Regions from separate parts of the Mus musculus genome. Here region 1 is linked to region 2. A link is a contact called in public HiChIP or PLAC-seq data. All regions are on one chromosome and are shown on one strand. Each heading gives the region's core, a stretch centred on a gene start, on an enhancer-like site or on the middle of the called end of the contact. The rest is flanking DNA. Distances are from core to core; before and after follow the strand shown. Region 1 holds the start of Tent4a (terminal nucleotidyltransferase 4A). Region 2 overlaps 1700001L19Rik (RIKEN cDNA 1700001L19 gene).

Region 1 (6,386 bases), core at 2,993-5,492, 930 kb after region 2:
AGCAGCCCTGCTTCTTCATCCAAATATCCCAGCCACAGGACGCCAGGACACCCAGACGCCAGGACACCCGGATGCCCGCCCTCCTTAACTTACACAGCATGAGCATTAGATGGTTTTTCTTCAAAATTACTCAGGGACTCCATTTTTATTTTTATGGTTGTTTGTTTCTTTGTTTCTATTGCTTTTCTCCTTGGTGTTAGGAACCAAACCCAAGGCCTCCCCAACCCTAGGGCCTCTTTTCCAAAGGACTGCGCCAGCCTGCTTAATATTCTAGTCTAAGAGAAGACTGGCCTTGTCCTCCTGGGCAGCCTTCCCCAGCATCAGCTCTCCATCCTGAGCAAGCCGTGGTGCAGCAGTTCTCCGGGACTCCCCTCAGCTGCCCGGGACAGCATCTCACTAGCCTTTCCAGTTCTGTATGGAGACTGGCCATGACAAGAGAGTGGTGCTGTTTAGTTGGAGAAGGTTGCACAGGAGGTAACACTGTCCATATGACAACAAGCTCTGTGTAGTATACTGTTCTCATCTCCCTCTTCAACCTTGAGCATCTCTGTGAAAGAAACCTCTTATGCCACTGTCACCTGCACAGGCGGGGTTTACAGCTTCCCTGATTCCCTCTTCCCTCCCGTGCATCCCCTGATGCTCACTGGAAGACAGGGAGGGAGATAGCAGTGACTACACTTGTGTTCCACAGCACAACCCACTGGGCCCTCACCTGTGCCTTCCCAATGGAGCCTTCTGAGGAAAGGCCATCTGCTTCTGTCAGAACAGCCAGGAGCTGTGCTGCAGGAGAGGGAACCTGGCTGCTCCACCGAGCTCTGACTCCCTCACAGGAGAACAGCAAAAAGAGCAGTCATGGAGCTGGGAGGGAATCACCCCACAGCCCTGAGAGCACCATCAGTCACAGCCAAGCTGTAACTGCTGACACTGGAGGCTTCTCCGGCTTCAGACGGACAACGGGACTCCTGTCGCCAAGGGCACAGGACACATTCAAAGACTAACTATGGTGAAGAGAGTTGCAGAGAAGCTGCCCACTGTAGGCACACCTGGGAGGACACAACCTTCAGAGTCAACTCAAGTCATGGGGCTGCAGGTGTATGCAAGGGCTGGGGCCTCCCCTGTCCATCTGCACTCCTGCAAGACACCAGGGAGGTCAGGACCACACTCCAATCCTCACTTCCAGGGGAATGCTCTTTACTTTTAACCCAAAGCAGCTTCTAAAGCCACTGAGACTGCCCAGGACTAAGGAATCACACTGTGGGTCAGAGTTAAGGACTCAGAAGGCACAGTGAGTTAGTTAAAGGGGGGAGGGAGGACCCAGAGAGCCTGCCCATGCCTGCCTCCATCCTAAGCAAGAAACTCATGCAGAGGCACATCTGACATTATGCCTGCCATGTCCCAAGGAAGGTTTCAGAGCTGGGCTCAGGGGAGCTCCCATAGCAGGGCTCACCTTCTCTCCTCCCCAAGCTCATTACACTAAGCCCTGTCCGCTTTCTTCATCCTACCCGGGATCGAAAGCAGTCTAGCAGTTTCCAAGGGCAAACTCCACCCAGAGAGCTGAAAGGTGCAAGTGCCCCGTGTCCACCTGGGCAGAGACCCAGACTCTCACCCCACCAGAAAACCACTCACCCTTTCTGGAGGTCTGCGGAGTCCCCCAAAGGCACGTCCCCAGCAGCAGAAAGCAAGCTCAGCAGCCTCTCACTAACATAACAGGCCCCCTCACTGTTAACTGGGCCACGCTCAAGCCAACACTTAACCTTACTTGTGTCTCTTGCTAAGCCAGGCTTGGTGCTGGCCCCACACAGCACAAGACTAGCTTCAGACAGGTCCTTTTTTTGCCATCCAAGATCAGCTCACGTGAGAGCAACCAGCAATAGTTGGAGCCACCTTTACTGTTAACATATAGGGCTCAGCTCTACTGGTGCCCGTTCACTAATTCCTTCCCACCCCCTCGAGAGGTCAGTCACAGTAGGAAACAGACAAGGTACCCTCTCAGGAGGCACTCTCTCACGCACACATGCCAAGCCAGTTAGCAAGCTCCTCCTCCAGGAGTCACCATTCAACACATGCCACCTAGACAGAAAAGGAAGAGTCACCAGGCAGCATCCAACGCTAAACTCTAGCTGGGTTTTGAACCCTAAAGTGAGCAAGTGGGGCTCTGAGGCAGGGCTCAGGCAAGAAGAGTGGCAGAGCCCAAGCACCACCGAGTCAGGCCTTCATCTCTCTTGGGTGGGTGGGGGAAGTAATGGAGGCTCTCGTGAAAGTTGGGGGCTGGTAGAACCTCATCCCACTGACCCTGCTGACCAAGGACACAGGCTAGGCCACAGTGCACAGAAGACCCCAGTCTTGGACTGCCTGAGCATCCTCCTCCAGAGAGTGGTTACAATGTGCTTGACATAGGAAGAGAGACCCAGACTTGGGGGACAGCGGCTAATCAAGAACTACAGACTTGGGAGTAGGGTGACAGGAGCCAAGTATGAATACCCAGGTGGCAATGTTCATCTGTACCAGGAAGGGAGGGTATTTAAAGAAGGGACCATGCTTGTGGGATCAATAGAAATACATGCCACCCATGCCAACTGCACCCATGCTAGACTCTAAAAGCACACCTAGCCCACAGAGGCACACATACTAACAAAACGCCACAGAAGAACACACAGAGGCTGACCAGCTTTACAGACCACCAGAGAGACCACATCAAGGGACACAACTCTCACCGAGGGGCAGATCATGCTGCTGATGCCTAAGTACCCAAGTGGAACTCTGTCAGAGGCTAGGATCCGTCTCCCGGCAGACACCATGTCCATTACAGTTATGTAACAATCCAGAAACCTCCCGTAGGTCCACGGCCACACCTGTCTCACAAAGTTCTACAAGCAAGCACTGCGGGGGAACTGGCAGAAGAAACCAGGCTCCTCCTGGATTTGTAGTGCATGCTGGAGAATCCCGACCCAAAGATCCAAGGCAGGTGAAACAAGTTGCAGAGGGGACAACTGTTTCTATGTAACACCCCCAACCCCTTAAAGAGTATCCGTGTTCCCCACAGACCTCAAACCGCAAACAGCCCCCTAAGAAGTTACCTCAAAGGAGTCCCAGGGCCTAGCAACCACCCGGGTGGACTTGAACTGGGGATGTCGCTCCCTGGAGTGAGGGGGAGGGGGGGAGGTTAGACGCCCTTTAAGAGCGGCAGGAACTGAGGCAAATCAAGCTCACCAGTCTTGAGACTACACAACCACTATTTTGTTTCTAGATGTTCAGAAATTCAACCAATAGGTTGAATGAAGAGCTTCATACTAGAAAAGTCTCACCTGGGGCAATTCCAGACCAACACCCCCACCTTGCTGTCATTGGGGACATTAAACCGCTAAGGTCCTCTGAGCCTTATGGAAAAATTTTTAAATGAAAACACCTTCCTGTGAGTTCACAGGAAAAAAACCTGAGTACTATTAGGTGGTTTTCAGAAACCCCAGGTGACGGTCTTTCTGTGAACGTCTGCCCAAAATTAAAACGTACGAGGTAACCTCAACACACACAAGACTCCACTTCTAAACCTCACTTGATGGCTAAACTGCACCAATACCAAAAACCTACTGTCTCAAAAAAAGGGAACAAAAATTTTTTACATTCAACCTCACTACACTAAGATACAGGATTTAGCCTACAGGAAAGAACACGCGTAAACGCTTCCCACTCTGACAGCCAGCCCTTGCTTCCCTGCCCTGGAGCAGAGGAAAGAAAGGAACCACTTTCTAGTCTAGCCCTAGGCCTCCATCCCGAACTGTCAATCCCCCCTGCCTGGTGGATCTCGATCCAACGGAGTTTTTAAAGTGCCCGCGCCGCTGGCAGCCCCGCGGCTCGGGCGCACTCACCCCTGGATGCCCGGGCTGTACGCGCGGCTCTTCCACGGCGTGCCGGGCCGCGCCGCCTGGGCCCCGGGGCCGCCCCCTCCGCTCAGCGTGGCCGCGCGGCTGCCCGACAGCAGGTAGTTGAGGCCATACGTGCTGGCCTTGTTCTCGCGTTTCCGCCGACCCGGGTGGAACTGGTGCTGCGGCGGCGAGCCGGCGGGCGTGGAGCCGCGTGGGCCCGGGTGTGCGTGGGCAGCACCGTCGGCGAAGCTGAAGAAGGTGCGGCCGCTGCCGGCGCGGCCGAGCGAGGTGCTGCTGGAGGACGACGACGAGCAGCCGGGACTCTCGGTGCCCGACTCGGCGTTGGACGACGACGAGGACGACGACGACGACAGCGACGGGGACTTGTGCAAGCGTCTTGCGCTGTCCGCCGCGGGCCCTAGCGCGGTAAGCAGCGCCGGGGGCAGCGCGGCGGGGCCGGGCGCCGGCGGCGGGGACGAGGCGGCGGGCGCCGGCCCCGGGCCTCCTGCTGCTGGTGCTGCGCGCCCCGCCGCCCCGGGCGCGGCCGCCGTGTCCAGCGCCGGCGAGTTGAGGCAGAAGTAGGACGCGAAGCCGGAGCCGCCACGGCCCACGCCCTGCGAGGTCTCCCAGATCTGCATCCACAGGGCATTGGCCGGCCCCTTCTGCTCCGGCTGGATCCAGGCCACGCGCGGATCCATCCACGCGCCGCCCCCGCGGGGCCCGCGTCGCCCGCCGCGCCCCGCCCCCGCCGCGCCCCGCCCCGCCGCGCCCCGGGCCGGCCGCGCGGACGGACGGACGGACGGGCCTGGGCCGCGCTCCGGTGCGCGCGGATGGGCGCGGGCGGCGCTCGGTGGGGCGCGCGGCGCAGCTGCGGTCCCGGTGGCTCAGGCGGCGCGGGGAGGGCGAGGGGGCCGCGGCGGCGGCGGCGTAGCGTGCGGGCGGCAGGGAGAGGCCATCGAAGGGGCGGTGACCGGCCGAGGGGGCGGGCCCAGAGCGTCGGGCCGTCAGTCAGTCACGGCGCTCCTGCGGCGCGGCGGCGGAAAGACGCCCTCGGCGGCGGCCGGGAACGGAGAGGGATGGGGGCCGCCGCCTCAGCTCCAATGAGGGGCGGGGAGGCGGCGCGGGGGCGGCGGCGCGGGGGCGCGGCCTCCCTCGCGGGCCGCGGCGCAGTGCGCACGCGCGGGGATTTCAAATCCTCACTAGACAGCGCCGCCTTGGTTACCGCGCTTGCGCACTGCGCGCTCCGGGCGGCGGCGGAGAGACAGTGGCGCGGGCGCATGCAGACCAGACAGACAGGGCGGGGCCGGAGGGGCGGGTGCGGGTCGGCGCTGGGCTGTGTGGGCCGCGCTGCGCGTGCGCAGACACGCCAGCGTGCCGGGTGGAAGTTTCCGCGCCGGCTGGTGTGCTGCGGTCGCGGACCGCCTGGGAAAACGAAACCGCTGCGACTGCACCGGGTCGAGCCCCCGCCCTCCCGCCTTCTCCTCGCGTGCTCTGTACGGTGGAGTGACTGGGCAGAGCCGGCCACGCGTGGCCCGTCGCTCGCAACGCGCTCCACCAAACGCGCCTGCTCTGGCATGCGCCGCGTGCGGGCGCCACGGCCCGTGAAGCCGGAAGCAGCTCTGGTGTCCTGTGCGTTTGGTGTGCGGGTCCAGCCCAGCGGGTGCCCGCTCTGCCTCTGCCGTCCTTGGGCCTCTGCATCCGGGCTCCGCTAATTTTGAGCATAAGAGAACTGCTTCCCTCGTGGTCTGTACCACCGTGGAGCAAACCTTACCAAGTACTTGGCCCTTCTCACACTGTACCAAGGTGGAAGTAAGGGCCAGGTAGCGTGCTTACTGCCTTCAGTCAGTAGCGTTAATGCGAATGAATGTTTTATCTCTGGCGTTTTCTGACCACCGGTGTATGTGGAGATCACAGCCAATGAGCAGAGCCTATGCTTTGTGTGTGGTCACGAGTGCCTGTAATTCCAGCGTTTGGGAGGCCAAGGCAGGACGATTGCAAACAGTACACGCAAGCCCTGAAGCCCTGTCCCAGAGTGTGTTGTGTTAAATACTACGGGAAAGAAAAACAGTTCTTGTTTGAACTCAATTTTTAATGGATCTGGGCAAAAGCGCAAAAGTCTTTGCCCTCCTCCGTCCCTCGTTCCTCTTGGCTCTGCTACTGTCCAAAGACAAATTCTTGCCTCTCTTCTCATTGGTCACCTCCGTCTTTGGTCTGTTTTTAAATTGTCTCCCAGGTGTTTTCCCCATATTCCTTCCTTTGCCCCCTTTAATTTTTAACCCACTCAGCCGGTGATCCCAGCGTCTGATATGTCCACGCATATATGCATACATATTTAAGTTGTTACTTTTAAGAAATCAGATCGTCTATCGCCTCAGAATGTTACTGGAGCTTACTCTCTCACTGATCAAAATGTAACAGCCTTGCTAACCTGCCAGACTCCACCTAGTCTTTCCCCATTTTCTCCAGGTTGTCCCAAAACCTCATACGCACCAGCAGCAAGTGTGAGGCACACTCCTGCCCCAG
Region 2 (6,448 bases), core at 3,911-6,410:
GGAGGGAGCCCAGCTTCTCTTGGGAGCTCAGCCACAGGGGAGAAGAGGAAGAGAGGAGACCACTGTGTCTTTCTGCACGGAGGACATTCTTACCAGCAACACTGCCCACAAACAGGCGTGGCATGTCCTTTGGCCACGTGCCTCTACATGCAGTGCTATGGCTCTGATTTTGTGTTCACACACAGAGGATCACACAAACATTTGTATGTTTTGCAGTTTTCTCATTGGTGTGTATGCAGGGTGTACATGTCTCTGTATGTCCATATCTATGGAGACCAGAGGACAACCTTGAGCCTTTGAGCATTGACAGGGTCTCTCACTGTTGTGGAGATTGCCAAGGAAGCAAGAGTGGGTGGTCAGTGACCTCCAAGGGTCTGCCTGACTCTACCTTTCAACTCTGGGATGGTAACTGTGAGCCACTATGCCTGGATTTTTTTTTTTTTTTTTGAGACCAAGCTCCAACACATGAGCTCTTAGGGATCACGTTCCAGCTCTGGCAGAAGTGAATTGATAAAAGTGAATGACACAGACAACAAAGGCTGAATCTCTGGCCTCAGTGATGGGTCTGAGAACTAAGGCAGGATGCATGGAGTCCACCTACTCTTCCAGAGCGAGACAAAAGTGAGTCAGTTGAAAGGAATTCTGCCAATTTCAGCTCAAGAGTAAAATATTCTTATGTGAGAAGTTGTAAAAATCGTCAAAGCTTATGATTCCAATGCGCCAGGAGAAGGAACAGGATCTTATCCGCAGGCAAGCCGTGGAGAACAGTTAAGCACAGACCTTCAAAGGTTCTGATACCCACTCTTGACAAGCTGCAGCCTTCTAGACTACAGAGTTGTGACTCCTGTTAACATTTTCTTAGCTTAGCCTACTGGCCTGACTCCCAAGGATAGGCTCTGGGCTTACCAGAACTCAAACAAGGCCCTAACAGAATCAATGACCTTGGAGATTTACAGTTTTGAAAGTAGGTCATATGCTTGTGGGCAAGTAGCTTTGAAGAGAGGAGTAGCAGCCACTGACAAGTAATTTCCACTGTAGTCAGGATGAGCTAGGCCATGCCTGAGCAACCCAGAAGCTTAACCAGTATCATGGCAGAGTTTGTTCTTACTAATCCACAAGACTCATTTTTAGCATCACGTCTGAACTCTATGCTTGGTTGGCTGCCCTCATCTGGCAGCACTGAGAATATTTTTTTAATTTAAAATTTATTTTTATATTTTTTATTTGTTTATGTTCTGTTTGCATGTATGTCTATGTATGCCTGTTTTTTTTTTCTGCAGTGAGCAGTTAGTTTCATAAAAGGGCAACATTGGAATGAAGACAATAAGTGTCATATGACAGACATTGATTCATTTCTCATGTTTTGCCCAATGTGAGTACTGGAAAGCTCTTGGTGCAGTGATTTGACAACCCACTGTGCCTCTTTTAAAAACATATAAAAATTATAATGAGGGTTATTTATATCTTTATTTGAAAAGGACATGAATTTTATTATATACGCACTGATAATTATGTATATGACTAGGATGCATTTGACGTCATATTCAGCTCCCCTCCCTACTTGCAGCCTATCTTGGACACTTCTCCCTCCTCCTTCCTTCTTTCTCATCTCCATCCTCATCCTCCCCTTTCCCTCATCCCCATCTTTATCCTCCCACTCCTCCCCATCTATCTTCCTCCTCTTCCTCCTCATCCCCATCCTCTTCTTCCTCCTCCCTCCCCTTTCCCCTTCTCTTCCATCTTCTTGTTCTCCTCTTCCTCCTTGTCCTCCTCTTCTGTCTCCTCCCCCTACTTCTCCATCTCTTTCTCTTCCTCCACCACTATATTCTCCTCTCCCTCCTCCTCCTTTGCCATCTCTTCCACCACCTCTTCCATCTCCTCTTCCTCCTCCTCTTCACAACTCACCTGAGTCAAATCAGTGCTCCCCATATGCACATTGGTGTTGAGAGCATTGGGTCAAACTCCTATAATCCATACTCCTGAAGAAAATTGACTCTCCATCCCTCAGTAGCCATCACCTGCTGGAATCTTCTCAATCAGGTGTGGGATCACGTAGACTCTTTCCCTGTGATGGTGGATATTAACTGGCTTATTCTTATTCAGGCCTGGTTTCTCTCTCAGTGGTTCCATGGTTTACAGAGCCTTGTAGTCTCCAGGACAATGGAGTCATTAATTGAATTCTCTGAATTCTTCATACACAGAGATTGAGCCTATATGCCTAGAGATAGCATGCCGTGGCATCTTAGCACCTTCCTAGTTCAGACTACTATAGGACAATAGAGAACTGACTCTGTAACTTGTTCTCAAATAGAAATGTGTTTGGTGAGCCTATAGTATTATTCTCATTGCAGTTACATAAAAATATGTGGCACAGGCCTTCAATGCCAGCACTTGGGAGGAAAAGGCAGGTGGATCTTTGCATTCTTGGCCAGCCTGTTCTATAGAACAAGCTCCAGGGCAGCCAGGACTACACAGAGAAACCCTGAAACTCTATCTTGAAGAAACAAACAAAAAAGAAAGCACCACAGGCAGCCTTAACTAAATTGAGTGGGACATACACACATATTCACACACATGCACACACACACACACACACACACACACTACACATTCACACATGGAAGTACAAAGGGTCATCTTGTACAAGTGTGGGAGGAAGATGGACAAGGGTAACGGTGAATGTGATCACAGCACATTGTCACACACATGTATGCATAAGCATGTGACAAATTGTCAAAAAGATTATGAAAGTGTGCACATCTCTTTTGTTCCTTTCCCACAGAATTTAAGTATTTCAATCTGATAAAGAAGAACATGTTTATATTTGATGTCATAGGAAAAGGAGGAGAAAAGAAAGGACCTGGGTCCCAGTTTATTTTAAACCTCACGCTTGTGATTTGTGTGAGAGTGTAACTTCTGGAAAGTGGAGAGCTTTCCACTTGGATCAGTCAGGACAAGACTAGTTTTGCTGCAGCAACAAACAACCCCACAGAGCTCAGCGACTTGGTTTCTCATGCAAAAGGTCCAGTAGGGTCGGCAGTATGCCCTTGCACAGTTAAATCACTCAGCAGCCACCTCCTGGGCTGCTCCCACTCCAGGCAACCTGGCTCTGGGTGCTGGTTCTTCCATACTTCTGGCTGAGGCGGCACAGGTCGCTTCAGATCACATTCCATTGGGTAGAACTGGTCACGTGTCTTCACTAAAGGAGCCAGAGCAGCAGGAGGAGGAGCAGGAGGAGGAGGAGGAGCAGGAGGAGGAGCAGCAGGAGCGGCAGGAGCGGGAGCGGTAGGGGGAGCAGCAGGGGGAGCAGCAGAGCGGGGAGAGGGGGAAAAGGGGGGAGCAGCGGGAGCAGCGGGAGCAGGAGGGAGGAGCAAGGGAATTCCTTGTGTCGTCAGGAGTAGAGTATAATTGTGTATTAGTGACGTTTTCCACTCAGGTGGTCAGCAAATTGAGTTTACCAGAGGAGTGTGCTCCTTAGGCTTCTGGCCCTGCTTCAGTAGCCTCTGATTTAACCCCACTTTGGCTTCCCAGTTGTTCTGAACACAGCTGCTTTTGTAGAGTGTATTGGGCAGCACAAAGTGGTCCAGGCTTAATGGCTTAAAACAATGGTAACTTACCTTTTGGAGTCCTGGAGAGTGGAATGTTCAGTCCCTTTTGTGGGCTCAGAGGGAAACACCTTTGTTTCTTTATAGCCATCTTCTTGTCCTGTTCAGACCGTCTCTCCTGATATATGTCTCTATTTCAAATTCCTGCTCCTTGAGAACACCATTCACATTGCATAGTGCTGTCTTATGCTAGCATGACATCACCTTAACTGAGTACATCTTCAGCAACCCTGCTTCTGAGCAGGGCAGCATTCCATATTCTCTTGTATAAAACTTCAACTCGAGGGCTTCTGGAGGACAAAACCCAACCCACAGCACCTGAGAAGTTGCTTTCCAGAGTTCTAGCTGTAGTAGCTAGCTGTGTGATTATCAGAGATGCCAAGGTATGTCCACAAAACCAGAGCACACAGATCGTTACCACGTCTACAAGCTCAGAGCACACAAGAGCTTAGCATCCCTTCTTTTAAGCCACTGCATTTTTCCATGCTGTCATTTTATTTGTAATATTTTAGCATTTTATTATTTTTATATATTTGTATGTGTGTGTTTTTCCTAGGCTCAGACTATAGTCTCACTTAAAGTGAGGGCCCTCCATTTCTGTCCTGGAGCCTAAAATGGCCCCTTAGAGTTATTTTTAGCTCATTTTCCATCACTACAATGAAATACCCAAGGCTATGTGTCTTATAAAGAAAATGTTTATTTAGGTCATGGTTCTCAAGTTTCCAGAAACCACAGGTACTAATGGTCTCACTGGCTGAGCATCCTGGAGCAGTCAGAGCACACTGAGAGGCCAGGAGCATGCTCCCTGCAGTGGAGCATGGCTCTCTGAGAGGCTGGGACTGAACACAATGGCCTCTCTGTCTCACTCAGTATAGAGCGACCAGACTGCCCTGATAACCTCACCTAAAGTCAGCCATCTTGGAAGGCACCACCTCTTGCAATGTGTTCAGATCAAGTCCAGCCCTTTTAATACCTAACAATGGATATCAAATCTCCACAGCTGAATTATTTCCCAAACTGCAGAAGGAACAGACCCAGTAAAACATGGGAATGGAAGACACAGACAACCGTTGAGCAGATGACATCCACACACTCAACTGGCTAGAGACTACTCAGTAACAGGATTTGAAAGCACAAGAGGTAAACTGAAGGCAGGACATCAGATGTCACATGTAGCACACACCGTTTCCATGTTTAAGCAATGCTCAAAATGCAAGCAGACAAAGGCAGAGGTCACAAGTTAATATTTTCTGTTTTGCTCTTTTTTTAAAGCTAAATTCCAGAGAAAGGCAGGTGAATCTGAGAGATTTTAATTGTGCAGCACCAAGTCTGTGTTGTGATAGCATCTCAGTCCCGATTGGTTTTTATTAAAATCATCTTGCTTCAAGCCACAAAGGAATACAAGAACAAAAGATGAAAGCTCTGTAATGGAAGACACACTTCGGCTCAGCTCAGACACAGGAGACGGATAGTGTTTTGCTCTGTGAGGCTGCCCGTCTGCTAGTAATTTTTTTCCTTTTAGTCTTATTCTTCAGCAGTAGAAAAATTCATCCTTTTTCCCCCCTCTGGAACATTCTGAATATGCAGCACACACGCGGCAAGGGTAGGATGGGGCGGGCTGGTAGGGTGGGGCTGGGAGCTCCTGGGTTTTCATCAGCCCTTGCCCAGAAGCAGTGAGCTTCCTAATCCAGATCAACATGGCCCAGGCGCTCGCAACGCCCTGGAATTGGGAGGAGGCAGCATAGACTCTTAGCTGCTCCTATTTACAGAGTTTTAGGAGACCTCGTTAAAATGAAAACCAATAGACTGTTTTGTTTTGTTTTGCTTTGTTTTTTCGTTTCTCCTGGGAAGTTGCATATTGCAATAGGTTTCTGTGACGTGGAGCATCTGTAACAGTGATTACAAGCCCCCTTTCTCCTTGAATCTGTTCTTCTGTCATTGGGTCTCCTTCTCAGATAAGCTCCGCCCCCTAGCAGAACCCACCCCACTCTGGAGGGGTGGCCTGGCCGAAAGCTCGAGGCAAGAAACACAGCACAGTTTGTTTCCTTACTGTTCCCTTCCTGGCAGTTTGTTTCCTTACTGTTGGTGCTTCCCCTCTTCTGCGGCTCCCATTACCTGAGCAGACTACACGCCCAGTGGGAGCACTGTTGGGCGTGGGATGGGGAAGACCGCCCACGCCTACTTTTGCATACGGTCCTCAGCGGTTAGAAGAGAACAACTTGATCACAAGGGTTCGTCCTTCATGCTGTCAGCTGTGGCTGACCTCCTTCTACCCTACAGACAGCACAGGGATAGCCAGGGCAGGAGGGCTTGCAGACAGAAAACTGAGACCAGACCATATGCCTAACTACCATCCGATTGCTTAAGAGAGAGATGACTCAGTAGTTAAAAGTGCTTGCTGTTCTTCCAAGGGACCTGAATTCAGTTTCTACCACCCACACCAGGTGGCTCACAGGTGTCACCCACATCAGGTGGCTCACAGGTGTCACCCATATCAGGTGGCTCACAGGTGTCCATCACTCCATCTCCAAGAGATCTGATGCCCTCTACTGGCCTACAGACAGCTTGGTACAACTCCACCTTTCCATATATGGATTCATTCACTCACACAGAAGTACACACACACACACACACACACACACACACACACACACACACACACACTACAGTGGGCGTTCAGGTTAGTGCTGTCTTGCTGTGGGCCTCTCCCCAGCTTAGCCAGTAGCTTTATGCCTCAAAAGGCCTAGAAGAGGGATGGGCCCACCACTCCTGCAGAGTGGGTGCCAAGTTTGAACTTCCTCTGTGCTACTGAAGGGTCCTTTCTGTTTCTCCCAGAAAGCATT

The links. HiChIP or PLAC-seq counts read pairs in DNA pulled down with a chosen protein or histone mark.
Region 1: an H3K27ac HiChIP or PLAC-seq map of VIP interneurons shows a contact between it and region 2, with 6 times the contacts expected there. The contact joins the promoter of Tent4a here to the enhancer-like site in region 2. A contact is called at or near these places in 9 of 39 promoter capture datasets (the 3T3-L1 cell line, cranial neural crest, embryonic stem cells and 4 more), 5 of 484 Hi-C or Micro-C datasets (the G1E-ER4 cell line, the N1E-115 cell line, cortical neurons and 2 more) and 12 of 115 datasets of contacts at active chromatin or transcription factors (VIP interneurons, bone marrow-derived macrophages, craniofacial prominence and 4 more).

The regions. Positions count from the first base shown.
Region 1 is chr13:69,529,622-69,536,007 of GRCm38.p6, forward strand. Tent4a (terminal nucleotidyltransferase 4A) reads right to left here and starts at 4,243. Exons shown (of 13, transcript NM_198600.2): 1 at 3,867-4,243. A930018O16Rik reads left to right here and starts at 4,694. Exons shown (of 1, transcript XM_011244606.3): 1 at 4,694-5,830. The coding sequence starts at 4,694. The coding sequence ends at 5,575.
Region 2 is chr13:68,602,606-68,609,053 of GRCm38.p6, forward strand. The region is part of intron 1 of 1700001L19Rik (RIKEN cDNA 1700001L19 gene); the gene reads left to right. It overlaps Gm34903 (a long non-coding RNA gene), which reads right to left and starts at 1,188. Exons shown (of 2, transcript XR_382605.2): 1 at 1-1,188. Within about 2 kb of position 5,161, at least 48 of the 459 cell types and tissues checked have an H3K27ac peak or open chromatin away from gene starts, as enhancers often do. A contact at or near this core is called in the N1E-115 cell line, VIP interneurons, cortical neurons and 4 more, where this site is marked.